Linked DNA regions of Macaca fascicularis: region 2 is linked to region 1. A link is a contact called in public Hi-C data. All regions are on one chromosome and are shown on one strand. The core of a region is the stretch at or near the end of the contact, and the rest is flanking DNA. Distances in the headings are between cores, read along the strand shown. Region 1 holds the start of SELENON (selenoprotein N). Region 2 holds the start of MAN1C1 (mannosidase alpha class 1C member 1).

What was found. A called contact is a pair of places that touch in the nucleus more often than the background predicts.
Region 2: a Hi-C map of liver shows a contact between it and region 1, with 3 times the contacts expected there. The contact joins the promoter of MAN1C1 here to the promoter of SELENON in region 1. A contact is called at or near these places in 2 of 2 Hi-C or Micro-C datasets (liver and skeletal muscle).

What each region holds. Positions count from the first base shown.
Region 1 is chr1:209,349,495-209,355,945 of T2T-MFA8v1.1, reverse strand. SELENON (selenoprotein N) reads left to right here and starts at 4,684. Exons shown (of 11, transcript XM_074016310.1): 1 at 4,684-4,899; 2 at 5,529-5,646. The coding sequence starts at 4,717. MAN1C1 (mannosidase alpha class 1C member 1) reads left to right here. Exons shown (of 13, transcript XM_065527407.2): 13 at 2,276-2,383.
Region 2 is chr1:209,542,070-209,548,383 of T2T-MFA8v1.1, reverse strand. It overlaps MAN1C1 (mannosidase alpha class 1C member 1), which reads left to right and starts at 3,185. Exons shown (of 13, transcript XM_065527407.2): 1 at 3,185-4,687. The coding sequence starts at 4,148.

The DNA of each region.
Region 1 (6,451 bases), core at 3,435-5,934:
GCACTTTGGGAGGCCGAGGTGGGCGGATCACTTGAGGTCAGGAGTTTGAGACCAACTTGGCCAATATGGTGAAACCCTGTCTCTACTAAAAATACAAAATGTAGCCAGGCGTGGTGACGCACGCCTGTAATCCCAGCTACTCTGGAGGCTGAGGCAGGAGAACTGCTTGAATCCGGGAGGCGGAGGTTGCAGTGAGCCGAGATCACGCCACTGCACTCCACCCTGAGTAACAAGAGCAAGACTCCATCTCAAAAACAAACAAACAAACAAAAAACCAAGTTACACATTGTCACCCCCCTGCTTAAAACCTTATAATGGGGCCGGGCGCGGTGGCTCACGCCTGTAATCCCAGCACTTTGGGAGGCCGAGGCAGGTGGATCGCGAGGTCAGGAGATCGAGACTATCCTGGCTAACATGGTGAAACCCTGTCTCTATTAAAAATACAAAAAAATTAGCCAGGCATGGTGGCACACGCCTGTAATCCCAGCTAATTGGGAGGCTGAGGCAGGAGAATTGCTTGATCCCAGAAGGTGGAAGTTGCAGTGAGCCAAGATCGTGCCACTGCATTCCAGCCTGGGTGATAGAGCGAGACTCTGTCTCAAAAAAAAAAAAAAAAAAAACCTTATAATGGTTTCACATCATATCTAGAATGAAGTTTGGCCAAGTGCCGTGGCTCACACCTGTGGTCCCAGCTACTGGAGAGGCTGGGGTGGGAGGATGCCTTGAGCCCAGAAGTTCAAGGTTGCAGTGAACTGAGTGAGATCATGCCACTGCGCTGCAGCCTGGGTGACAGAGCGAGACCCTCTCTCAATAAATAAATAAATTGAATGAAGTTTGTTGCCATGGCCTGCAAGATTCCGATGTCCTGCACCAGTCTCTGTCACCAAGCTTTTCTCTCCCCATGACTCACTCTGCCTTCTGTGTGTCTCCTGGACATGCCAAGCTTGTTTCCACCCCAGGCCTTTGCACTGGCTCTCCCCTCTTCTCTGTGCCTGGGATGCGCCTTCCTCAATTCTTCTCATAGCTGGCTGCTTCTTCACATTCCAGGACCAGTGTACATGTCACCTCCCAGCTACACTGCTCATGCCTGCCCATGGCACTGTGCCACAGTGCTCTGTCTCACTCCTTCACATTTACCTTTCTCTGAAATTACCTTGTGTGTCTGTCATTTCCTTCCTCTGAGTAGAATATTCAGCCCCCAGAGAGGAAGTGCCTTGCCCGTCTTCTATCCTACTGTGTTCCCAGGGCTGCGAACAGTCCCTCACACATAGCAGGTACTTAGTTTGCGGAGAGGGCCACGTGGTCCAGGCATGCTTAAGCAACTCCTGCAGTGGCACCAGACGCCTGTTTCCCCCAAGTGATCCTTTGTTCTCAAACGCTGGTCCTATTATTGGCTGCCAAGATGTTAAGGTTGGGTTTGGGGGAAATCACCTGCCTCTCTAGGGTCCCAGATGAAAAGGAGAAAAAAAAAAAAAAAACAGAGCCAAATGGCCCTCTCCCTGGCGAAACTGGAGTGGAAAATCCTAATTTGATCTGATTCCCTGGAGTGCAGCAGCACCCCCTGCAGGAAGTAAACCCTGGTGAGTTTACCCCAAAGAGACGGGAAGCAGAAGAGAGGATGCTACTAGGAGGCCGGCAGGGGTGTGTGTGTGTGTCTGTGTGTGTCTGTGTGTATGTATGAGACAGAGAAAGAGAGACAGAGACAGAGACCAGGGGGTTCGAGGCAGTGACCCTGCCCCTGCTTAACGTGTGGCTGCACGCAGGTCAGGCTCCCTCCTCTTCTGGTGGGTGGATGGAGTGGCCTGGAGTGCTTACACCGACACCCTGTGCGCAGGAGGTGGGTGTGGAAATCTGTGGTCCTCTGCCCCCAGGCGGAAGCTGGGACGCAGTAGGGAGTCTGAAGGGTGCTGCAGTGGCCGAATGTCCCTCTCTTCTGATGCCTCCACACTGTCTCAGTGGTAAAGTCCAGGCTTTTCCACAAGCGGACCAGAGCTCCAGCCCAATCTTCCTGCCTCCTCCTTCCTCTTCACATTCCCCTCCGGGTCCCTCTGCTCAAATCCACTGGACTATGTTCTCGAGACGCTATGGATACTCCATCGGGTTTCACACCCCTGGGCCTTCGCCTCTGCTGTTCTCACCCTCTGGAATGATCTTCCTGGGTGCTATGCCTGGTGATCTCCTGAAGTCAAGGTCTGGCCAGACCTCTGCTCTGGGAAGCCTCTTCTGGGCTCTCCTGATAGTCCCGGGGACCCTCCTCTGTGCACACCCCTTTCAGAGCCCCCCTCGAGAGGAGGGTTGCAGTATCCATCGACTCATCTGGAAGAGCAGACTGTTTTGTTTCCGATGGACGCCAAATCCCCAGGACATGGCATAGTAGTCCTTCAATACACGTGTTGGAAGGATGAATGAACGAGTGCCCACTAACCTCCGAGACCCTCGTGGATGTGGCCGGTGCGTCACTCACCTCGCTGTGGTTCCCATTGGCTGCCAGTTTGCACGTGCCACCCTTGCCCACTGGGAGGCAACAGCGAGGTGCCAAAGAGATCCTGCAGGGCTGCCCCGGCCAGAACCGCCCACTAGGCCCTATCTCTCAAGGCCTTGCCCTGCCCGGGATCTTGGTTTGGGACAAGCCCTTCTGGGAAGGGCACCCTCCAGTGGGAAATCAGCGCTGCTCCACTGCCAGTCCCAGAGCTGACATCTCCCAGAGCTGACATCTCCCAGAGCTGACATCTCCCAGAGCTGACATCTCCCAGAGCTGGGCCCAACATTGATCCTTTTCCCAGAGGCACACTGATCTGACCTCAGTGTCATAAACCCAACCCCACTATATGCCTTCCTGAGCTTCTAGAATCATCCCCCAAGTCCCACAAGCCCCAGCAGCCCATTTCTTCAGCGCTGGGCAGCAGAGACCAGTAGGGTATCTGTATCTTTAAGAAAAAGCAAGCATAATAAATAAAAGTTATCTGGGAAAGAAAACTTCCTTTGTTGATTTTCCAGAAGCTTTAGCTCATCAATCTTCCCCTCCTAACCTGCTTTGTGCTCGGCTAGTTTTGCTTCCCATAGAATGGAATTTGGTTTTCTAGTAGCATCTGTCATATGCAGGGTGTCCCCAAACAGTAGCAATAATGAGTTGAAAGTGGCACAGTTGGAAGCCTTCAGAAGCCAACGCCAGATGTCAGGCCCTTAGTGGGCCCCTCTAAGGATACTGGGGCCAGAGCACAGGGCAAGGGTTGGGTCGGGCCCACAACTCTGGAAGGTCCCTGGGAGTCATTCATCTGACAGACACTGAGGAGTGCCCACCATGTGCCACGCCCTGCATGGGCACTGGGAAGGCCTCACCTGGCGCTGCCATGGCTGGCTACCAAAGAACAGAATGGGCAGTGGAGGCAGGACCCCACCCCCAACTCAGTTGACTGGGCCATCCCCTGGGAAGCCCGGGAGGCAGGATGGCAGATTTGGACCCAGGTAGACCTGGGTGCCAGAGCTCAGGCTTCTTCATTTGAAAACCAGGCAAGCAGCCTCTGCCTCACAAGGTGGCTTGAGAACAGAGTGAGAGTGTAAATCACCCCGCCCCAAGTCCAGCACATGGGCGGAGCTCAGCATCCTTTGGATCCCTCAGGCCTAACAAGTGCCCCTGCGCTGGAGGGCTGGTGGGGCTCCGCAAGGGCAGGCACTGCTCACCTCTGGGCTTAGAGTTCTTGCCTAGAGGCTTCTGTAGCTGCCACCCTTGTCTGAGAAAATGCAGGTAGAGCCACCCGGGGCAACTGGGGGCTTTGAAAGAATGGAAGAGAGCCCCAAGGAACCAAGGCTCCTGGGGATTGACAGGCATTAAAATATGTCCTCAACTCCACCCACCTCTATTTCCAAGGCTCTCCTCCAAGCATGCCACGTGCTGTTCTCCAGAAAAGCCAGGGCCTCTGGTAGCTCCAGCTGCTGAGGGGCTACAGCCTCGCCTTCCCCTCACCAGGCCAGAGCTCGGAGGGTGGGGGTCGGGGAGCTCTTTTACCTCCTTGCTGGAGATGAGGAAATTTGGGCCCAGAGAAGTGCAAGTTCAGAGCAGCACCTGCTATGCCTGGAACAAGGCCAATCCCCATAACCCATGCATCTGCGGAGGTGGCCCCCCAACTGCACATGAGGGGAACACGGGCTGGGCTTGCTTTTTAATTTGTCTTGCTGTAGATGACAGAGGAACTTTTAGAAAACTTGTAGGTAAGGATGGACGGATGCCCCTCAGCAGTCTCTGGCCTCGTACACGGCTGCCAGCAGAGGTGGACACGAGGCCTCAGTGGCCCTCGACGCCCCTTCTCCAGGAGAGCACAGGGTGTGTGACTTCTCCCCAGCCTCTGGCCCCAGTCCCTTCTTTGTCCCAGTCCCCTGCCTGCAATCGCTCTCCGGGTTGGGCCAGGCAAGTGGGCCGCAGAGGCCTGGCTTAGCTTTGGGAACGGAAGCATAGGAAGGGGCGCGGAGAGGCAGGAAGCGGCCTGGGGAGGCTGGGGTGGTCGCGACTACAGACCCTACCGCATAGACGCGCTCAGCCCCTCTGGGCGCTCCGGTGTAGCCAACCCCGCCCTGGGTGCGGACCGTGCCGCGAAGCCGGGACCCAGCGACCCCCGCACGGTCCCTGCCACCGCCCCGCCCCGCCCCGGCCGCCCCGCCCCCGGCCCCGCCCCGCTCCTTCGCGTCGGGGGCCGCCCGCAGCTGCCGCCAGCCGCAGCCATGGGCCGGGCCCGGCCGGGCCAACCCGGGTCGCCGAGCCCCGGCCCCGCCGCGCAGCCTCCCGCGCCACCGCGCCGCCGCGCCCGCTCCCTGGCGCTGCTCGGAGCCCTGCTGGCCGCCGCCGCCGCCGCCGCCGTCCGAGTCTGCGCCCGCCACGCCGAGGCCCAGGCGGCCGCGCGGCAGGTCCGGGCCCGAGCAGGCCGGGGCGGGGGCGCGGGAGCGGGGACTGAAGGGCCGAGCCTCGGCAGCAGGGGGAACATGGGCAGGGACGAGTCGGGGGAGGCGGGGGGCGGAGGGGGACCGGATGGGGGGAGCACGAGAAGGAGGGGACACGGGAGGCGGGTGGGGGAGCCTGGGGCCGGACTGATGGGGAGGAGGCGAACGGAGATCACTGTAGAGCTGGGACAGACTGGAGGGGTCTGTCCAGAGGGGTGACCTGGACACAGTGAAGCTGGGACCCACAGAGTCTGCAAGGGGCACTGGGGAGCCCTGGGACAGTGAGGAGGGGACACAGGAGAGGACAGAAGGTGCAGGAGGAACAGGGCCAAGCAGCCAGGACCAGGCCTAAGGCGGGCTGGGGACAAATTGGGAGGGGCAGTCGGACCAAACAGTGGATAAGCAGGGACCAGGAGGGACTGGAGGCTCTGGGGGCAGTTCAGAGGCGACATTTGCACAGATGGACCGGGAGGCCCTGGGAGGACTCAGGAAGATGGTGGGAGGAGGGGCTCCCACCATCCGGAAGCAACTGCTTGTTGGGGACCAGGAGACGAGGCCACCAACTGGTGCCCAACCCAGTCTCTCCTCCCAAGCAGGAATCAGCGCTGAAGACCCTGGGGACAGATGGCCTTTTTCTCTTTTCCTCCTTGGACACTGACGGGGATATGTACATCAGCCCTGAGGAGTTCAAACCCATTGCTGAGAAGCTAACAGGTACCAGGAGAGGCTGGCGGCTGGGGAGGAGGGCGCCTTGGCCACGGTGTCTTCACTGAGCAGGAGGGGCTGTCTGGAGTGGAGGGAAGCCCCTGGGGTCTCAGAGGCCCTGGACTCCTCACAGCTCTGACACTTTGTAGGTGGAGGCTTGGACTAGCTGCCCCTCAACCCCTGAGCCTGTTTTTCTCAGACTTGTGAACAATAATACCAGTTAACATTCTTTGGTCTGCGAGGTGGCTTACACCTATAATCCCAACACTTTGGGAGACAGAAGGATTGCTTGAGCCCAGGAGTTCAAGACCAGCCTGGCCAACATGGCAAAACCCCATCCCTACAAAAATACAGAAATTAGCCGGGTGTGGTGGCGCATGCCTGTAGTCCCAGCTACTTGGGAGGCTGAGGTGGGAGGATCACTTGAGGCCATGAGGCAGAGGTTGCAGTGAGTTGACATCACACCACTACACTCCAGCTTGGGTGACAGAGTGAGACCCTGTCTCAAAACAAACAAAGCAAAACCAAAAAAACAAAAAAAACATTCCTTGGCCACCTCCTCCGTGCCAGGCATTTAAGTGGTTCATGTGGGTTCTCTCTTTACACCTCACCGTAGCCCTGGGAGATGGACACTGTCATGATCCCCATGTTTAATAGTTTGAGAGACTAAGACACAGGCAGGCTCCCCAGTTTCCCAAGCTAGAAAGGTGGGGAGCCAGGGCTAGAACTGGGGCCATCTGGCTCCAGGGTCCTGTACCAGCTCACAGGTTTCAGGAGTAGAGAAAAGAAATGCACAGTGATGAATATGCAGATT
Region 2 (6,314 bases), core at 1,936-4,435, 190 kb before region 1:
CTGTTTCTGTTCTCAGTTCCGTTTGAATTTCTGAATTAAACTGAGAAAGATACTGTGAAGGTTAATTTTGTGTGTCAATTTGACTGGGCTAAGGGATGCTTACATAGCTGATAAAACATCACTTCTGGGTGTGTCTGTAAGGGAATTTCTGGAAGAGATTAGTAATTTAATCAGTAAATTGAGTAAAGAAGATCTGCCCTTACCAATGTGGATGGTCAGTATCCAATCCACCGATGGCCCAAACAGAACAAAAAGGAAGAGGAATGGCAAATTCATGCTCTGTGCTTGAGCTGGAACATCCATCTTCTCCTGTTCTTGGACGTCAGCTCTCCTGGTTCTCGGGTCTTCAGACTCAGACTGGTATTTACACTATCAGGCCTCCTAGCTTGGACTGGAACTACACCACCAGTTTTTTAGACCTCCAGATTGCAGACGGCAGACTGTGGAACTTCTCAGCCTTCCATAATCACAGAAGTCAATCTCTCATAATAAATCTCTTTTTATATATCTATATATAGCCTATTGGTTCTGTTGTTCTGGAGAACTCTAATATAGATACTTATAACTCATCCCAAGTCTCCTTGGTATTCTTATCTGTAAAATGGGGCTGTTAATAATTATCTACCACAAAGATTATTCTGGAAAGTAAATGAGACAATATGTATTTGGCACATAGAAAATGTTAGTTCACTGTTGTTCCATTCCCTGAGCCTCAGTTTCCACATCTGTGAAATGGGCATCTACTCACTCATTTCTTCATTCATTTACTGAGCAAACGCAGTGCCCATGTGGAAGGCATTGTGATTAAGACCTGGGCAGTTAGATAAGTTAGAGAGTTAGAGAAGTAAGCAAGCCATGGTGAAGAACGGAGCACCTGCTTTGGGAAAGCACGCCAATAGTCACAAGTCAGTGGGAGAAGAGCCACGGGATGTATGAGGTCTCTGGGGGCTAGAGGTGTGGGGCAAGGGGACACCCAGGGTTTCAGAAAGCTTTTTAGAGAGAGACTGGTATCTCCCTAGCAAGTGATGGTATCAACAACTTGGTGTGATCACCAACATCACATCACTTTGAAATGGAGTTACCTGCTGGGGCCTCTAGTTTTCGTAGCCTGAGTTTGAAAGGCACGTCAGTCTTGCTGCAGTCCCACTTTCTACCCTGGCTCACGGAGCATAGCAGAGTTTGGTCAGTGTCATATCACAGTGAGCATCTAGTTCAAACAGACATTTCCTTCTGAGATTCAGCTCTGCTCTTCTCCCTTCCTGGATCCTACCTTCACAGGGGACTGAACAGTGATTCCCCTACACTCTCAATGAGGAACAATGCAGATGACGACTCTAATGAATGCTGGCTCCCTGCCTGGTTCTCCAAACACATGGCTGCCCTTTCCTGCACTGAGACCCAGTGAGACGATGCTTGGGTGTTGGCGACATGGGTGAGGCCAGGCCAGGTCTCTGGGCTCCTGCACCCAAAAGGGTCACATGCTTATCTCTGACATGCACAGCTGGTTCCACATCAACCTGCCAACCAAACTCACCAGAGATTGAAATATCTGAATTAGAATTTTATATTTAAGCTGCGTGTATTTGTGGGATTGGGAAGGATTAGTCATCTCCAGTGACCAAAATGTTTGCACCTGTTACCCCACTTTCATTTTCAGTTGAGAGAAAGTTGCATGCCAGGGATATTTAAACATCGAGGGTGGGTCTGCTGTCAGTTGTCTGGCCAGAGGTAGAAGGATGACTGAGTCCCAGCCGCCCATCCGCATCAGACCTCAGGGAAGAAGCAAGATTTACGAGGAGAGAGCCTGCCTGGCCCCCTTCTTCTGTTGGGAAAGGCTTCCCTGCAGTATTTTCTGTCTCGTCAACGCTGCATTTCATTTTAAATGGCAGTTGAAAGTAGATATTTTCCCTCTTGCCTATTACAAACCTCTTAATTTGTCTCTCCCTCTGCTGTTGTCTCTATAAAGTGTTTTGCATGAAAGACCCACACAGCACAATGTTGCTTCACCCTGGGTTAGGTTTAACAGGAAGGGAAGATGCAGAGACTAAGTCCAAGGAGGAAGGTGTGACGGCCTTGCGGTTGAGGACACGCGTGTCTGGGAGTTGATGCCCGGCTGTTTTTGGAGGTATCTGTTGCCTGAATGTGGGTATGCGGGTGCACATGTCCATGTTTGTGCTAATTTGCATATATGTCTATGCATACTGTGGTATAATCACTTGGGTGTCCATACCCAAATTAAGTGTATGTTTGAGTGCATGTACACACCCACATGCCAGTCTCTGTGTGCATATGGATCTATGCCCAGACGCACACATGTGCATATAAACACACGTAGGCATCAAGGTACACGTCCGTCACATGATGTGTGTGGTCTACTGTAGACACGCTCGGGGCGCTCTTCCTTTCGCTGCTTCTCAAGGCTGCGGTCAGGCTCCCTCCCTGCTCCACCCAGGGGCCCTGGCCCCGTTTAGGGTTGTAGGAAAAGGAAGGCACGCAGTGGTCTGCGGGGGGTTAGTGGAAACACCGCCTCCGCCGACCCCGCCGCGGTCACAGCTCTCTGGCTTGGCTCCAGCCACGAACAGCATCGCCGCGGCTCGGCGTTAGCGCTGAGAAGCCCGGGGCAGCCGCCAGGGCGCGGGCTGCCAGCTCCCTGACAACCCCGGACTGACACTGGGGGGCGAGAGAGGTCACCCAGCGACGGGCACAGCCCTCCAGAGCAGCACTGTCTCCGGCCCGCTTCCGGGGGCCACCAACCCGAGCCTCGCGGGCGGGTTGAGGGGTGGTCTCGGTCGCTCGGGGTCCAGCGAAGACTGGGCAGTAACCAATAGGCGACTGTGGCCCAACGGGGATCCCTCGGATGCAGCCAATGCCCTCGCTGAGCTCTCCGCCCCCGCCCTCGCCAGCCCCCCGCCGCTGGACCATTGGCGCCGGCGGGATCGGGGGTGCGCGCGACGCCGGCCTTTCGGGGAGGGCGGGGCTTGGAGCCGGGCTGCGCTCCCGCCCGCGCTCTGCCTCTGCCCCGCCCCCGGACGCGCAGCCCTCAGCCCCTCTGCGGCGCGGCGGCGGCGGGAGGGGGCGCGGGGCGCGCGCGTGGGCGTGGCCGGCGGGCGTGGCTGGCGAGCGGCAGGAGGCGGGGCGGCGAGCGCTGTCGCAGTGAAAGCCGGAGCGGCGGCGGCGGCGGCGGGGACGGCGGCGGAGGCTGCCCGGCGGCTGTGCGCGCGTGTGGGGCGCAGGCTCGGCGGCGGCGGCCCGTCTGGAGCGGTCGCTGCGAGGACGACAGCTGCAGCGGGGGAGGCGCGGCCGGGGCTGCGCGCTCCGCGGAGCCGGCGGGGCCGGGAACAGGTGATCCCAGCGGGAGCCCCGCGCCCTACCGAGTTGGAGGGGCGGGAGCCCGCGCTCCCGGGCGCAGCTGCAGCCGCTCAGCCGCGGCTCCGGACTCGGGCATCCCTGCGCTCTCGGGGGTCCGGGGAAGCCCCCTACCCCCGCAGGCTCGGAAGTGCCTTCTCCTGCTCCCTGGCCGCTCCCGGCGCCCGCTCGGCGGCGGAGAAAGTTGTGGACGTGTCCCGATAGTCGAACCGGGCGCTGTCGCGACCGGGCTGGGTGTGCGCGCGCTCGGGGCGGCGCTGACACGCCAGCCCCCCATCACCTCGGTCCCCTCCGGAAACTGCTTCTGAAGCTGAAACTTTGGGCGCCGACCAGCGCAGGCGGGAGCCCGGGGGGCGGAGGGCGGCTCGGTGCGGGCCTGCGGGCGCCCCTCGGCGCGGACAGCCGGGACGCCGCGGACGGCATGTGACGGCCCCGGAGGCCGCAGCGCGGGAAGGCGCGGGCCCCGGCGCGGCGGGGAGGGCTCGGCCGGAGGGGAGGCTGCGGCGCGCGGCCGGTCGCTGCGGGCCCGGGCCCCGAGCCGTGCCGCTCCGCTCGCCCGGGCCCCGCCGAGGCCGCTGCGCCCCCGCCTCCTCGCGGGAGGACTCACTCCAAACTCCCTGAACTTCGGGGACAGTCCCCCGAAGCGGCGAAACTCTCAGGGTTGGCAGCCCTGCCCAGGGATCCCCATCCCGGGCGGCGCTCCGGACGCCCTCTCCTCACCGCGGCCCCGCAGACACGTGCCTGGACTCCGAGGGCCTCTGGAGCCCCCGGCCCGGCCAAGATGCTCATGAGGAAAGTGCCCGGCTTCGTCCCGGCCTCCCCGTGGGGGCTGCGGCTGCCGCAGAAGTTCCTCTTCCTCCTCTTCCTCTCGGGCCTCGTCACCCTGTGCTTCGGGGCCCTCTTCCTGCTGCCCCACTCCTCTCGCCTCAAGCGCCTCTTCCTGGCCCCCCGGACCCAGCAGCCTGGCCTGGAGGTGGTGGCCGAAATCGCCGGCCATGCCCCAGCCCGCGAGCAGGAGCCGCCTCCCAACCCGGCCCCTGCCGCGCCGGCCCCGGGCGAGGATGACCCCAGCAGCCGGGCCAGTCCCCGCCGCAGGAAAGGGGGGCTGCGGCGCACCCGCCCCACCGGGCCCCGCGAGGAGGCCACGGCGGCCCGGGGCAATAGCATCCCGGCCTCCAGGCCCGGGGACGAGGGCGTCTCTTTCCACTTTGACTTCAACGCATTCCGGAGCCGCCTCCGCCACCCGGTCCTGGGAATGAGGGCGGATGAGAGTCAGGAGCCCCAGAGCCGAGTGCGAGCCCAGCGGGAGAAAGTCAAGGAGGTATGAACTCAGCCCCCACAATTCTTCCCACCAATTGCCCCCACTAAGGAGAAGATCCTCTTTCCCTTGCCTCAGTCACTCCTGGTCCCGGTGCTCCCACCCCTTTCCCTTGCCTCAGTCACTCCTGGTCCCGGGTCTACTTATGGCCCTGCAGACTACACTTTGCACCTTCCCCTTTCCTCCCAAGTGTCCCACCTTCTCTCCTCCCTACACAGTTTCCCACCACTCGGGTCAGTGAATCGTCCCCACCGTGACAGATGGCAACTGAACCCCTAGACCAACTGCCCCCTCACTCCCAGACTCTGGTCTGTCCTGTCCAACCTCCAGCCCCAGTGAGCCCCACTCCTTCCCTTTGCGGAGTTGCTAATGAGAGAGGAGTTCAGGTTTCTTAGTGCACCCGCTGTTTGCATTTATGGACACAGAGTCACTGGTTCCATTCTTTTTCACTGTGTAATCTTAAGTCCAAAACCCCTGTAGGACCTGCTTACCTGAAAACCCAGGATTTAAGGGGATATTTGGTGTCCTGCAAATATTTTGTAATCTAGTAAGCAACCTACAAACCAGAGGATATTGTGCATTCTGTTTCTATTGAGCTTTGGAACAATTGTACACGATTGTACATAATTGCATGTGATGCAGGAAGAGATGATAAAGCAGTGGTCATGTTACGGAAGCTCCGAGGTTATTGGCTTAATGAAGCAGGTCTTGAGCTGGTTCCCTGTAGGGATTGTACGAGGAGGGATTTAGAAGGATCACTTTAAGTCTGAATCTTAGTTTAAGAAATCAGAAGCAAACACAAGCCTCACAAGGCTTGAAGACAGTTGCCAGTTTGCTACTGCTGACTAAATATTCTGCTGGACCACTGTTAGAACTGCCTGCGTGCGGATGGTGCCCAGCAATGCAGAGGGGGCTGCAGTGACACCCCCAGGCCACGAGGGGGCCGTGGGCAAGCTGTGGGCCAGGGTCTCCTCCGTAGATGCTCTCCTCCCTAGATGCTCTCCCCTCCCCATGGACTCAAAGGAAAGAAAGGGCTGCTTTTGCCTGGACTTTTGATTTGCTGCAAAGAAGTCAGCAGGTCGGCCCTGATTTCCAGGAAGAGCAGGCAGCAAGGATCAGGACCTGCTCTGTCAAGACCTGCTCAGAGCCGATGGAGAGCTTAGCCAGATTATCCCCTTCTCCTTGTCTGAACTATTCTCCCTTCCAGCACCCACCTCTCTTCCACTTTTTATCTCTGCTGTTACTTTGTTTGGAGACTTAACTAGCAATCACAGGATATTTTGTGAAGTTACAATAGGAAGCCACAAGGAAGCTGAGTGAGTGCTTGGTGTGTATGTGTGTGTGTGTGCATGTTTGTGTGCTCTCAGTTTCCAGATTCCTGTTGAAATCTCAGGTTGATTGAAAGCTGGAACTTGCAGTAGCTAAGTAAGGGGCATTAATTTCTCCCTTTCTTGTTAAGGAACTAAGCTGTTGAATACTCAAAAGCACCACCCATAGCTCTTTCTCAAAGCTGCTTCTGAGCACAGTGGCTCTTTTTGCCCCTCTCGGCCTCCTAGGAGGGCAGTGACCCCCGGGAAATTACATATAAATTGCATGCATGCTGTTTTTCATGGGGCATCCAGAGGTGCTA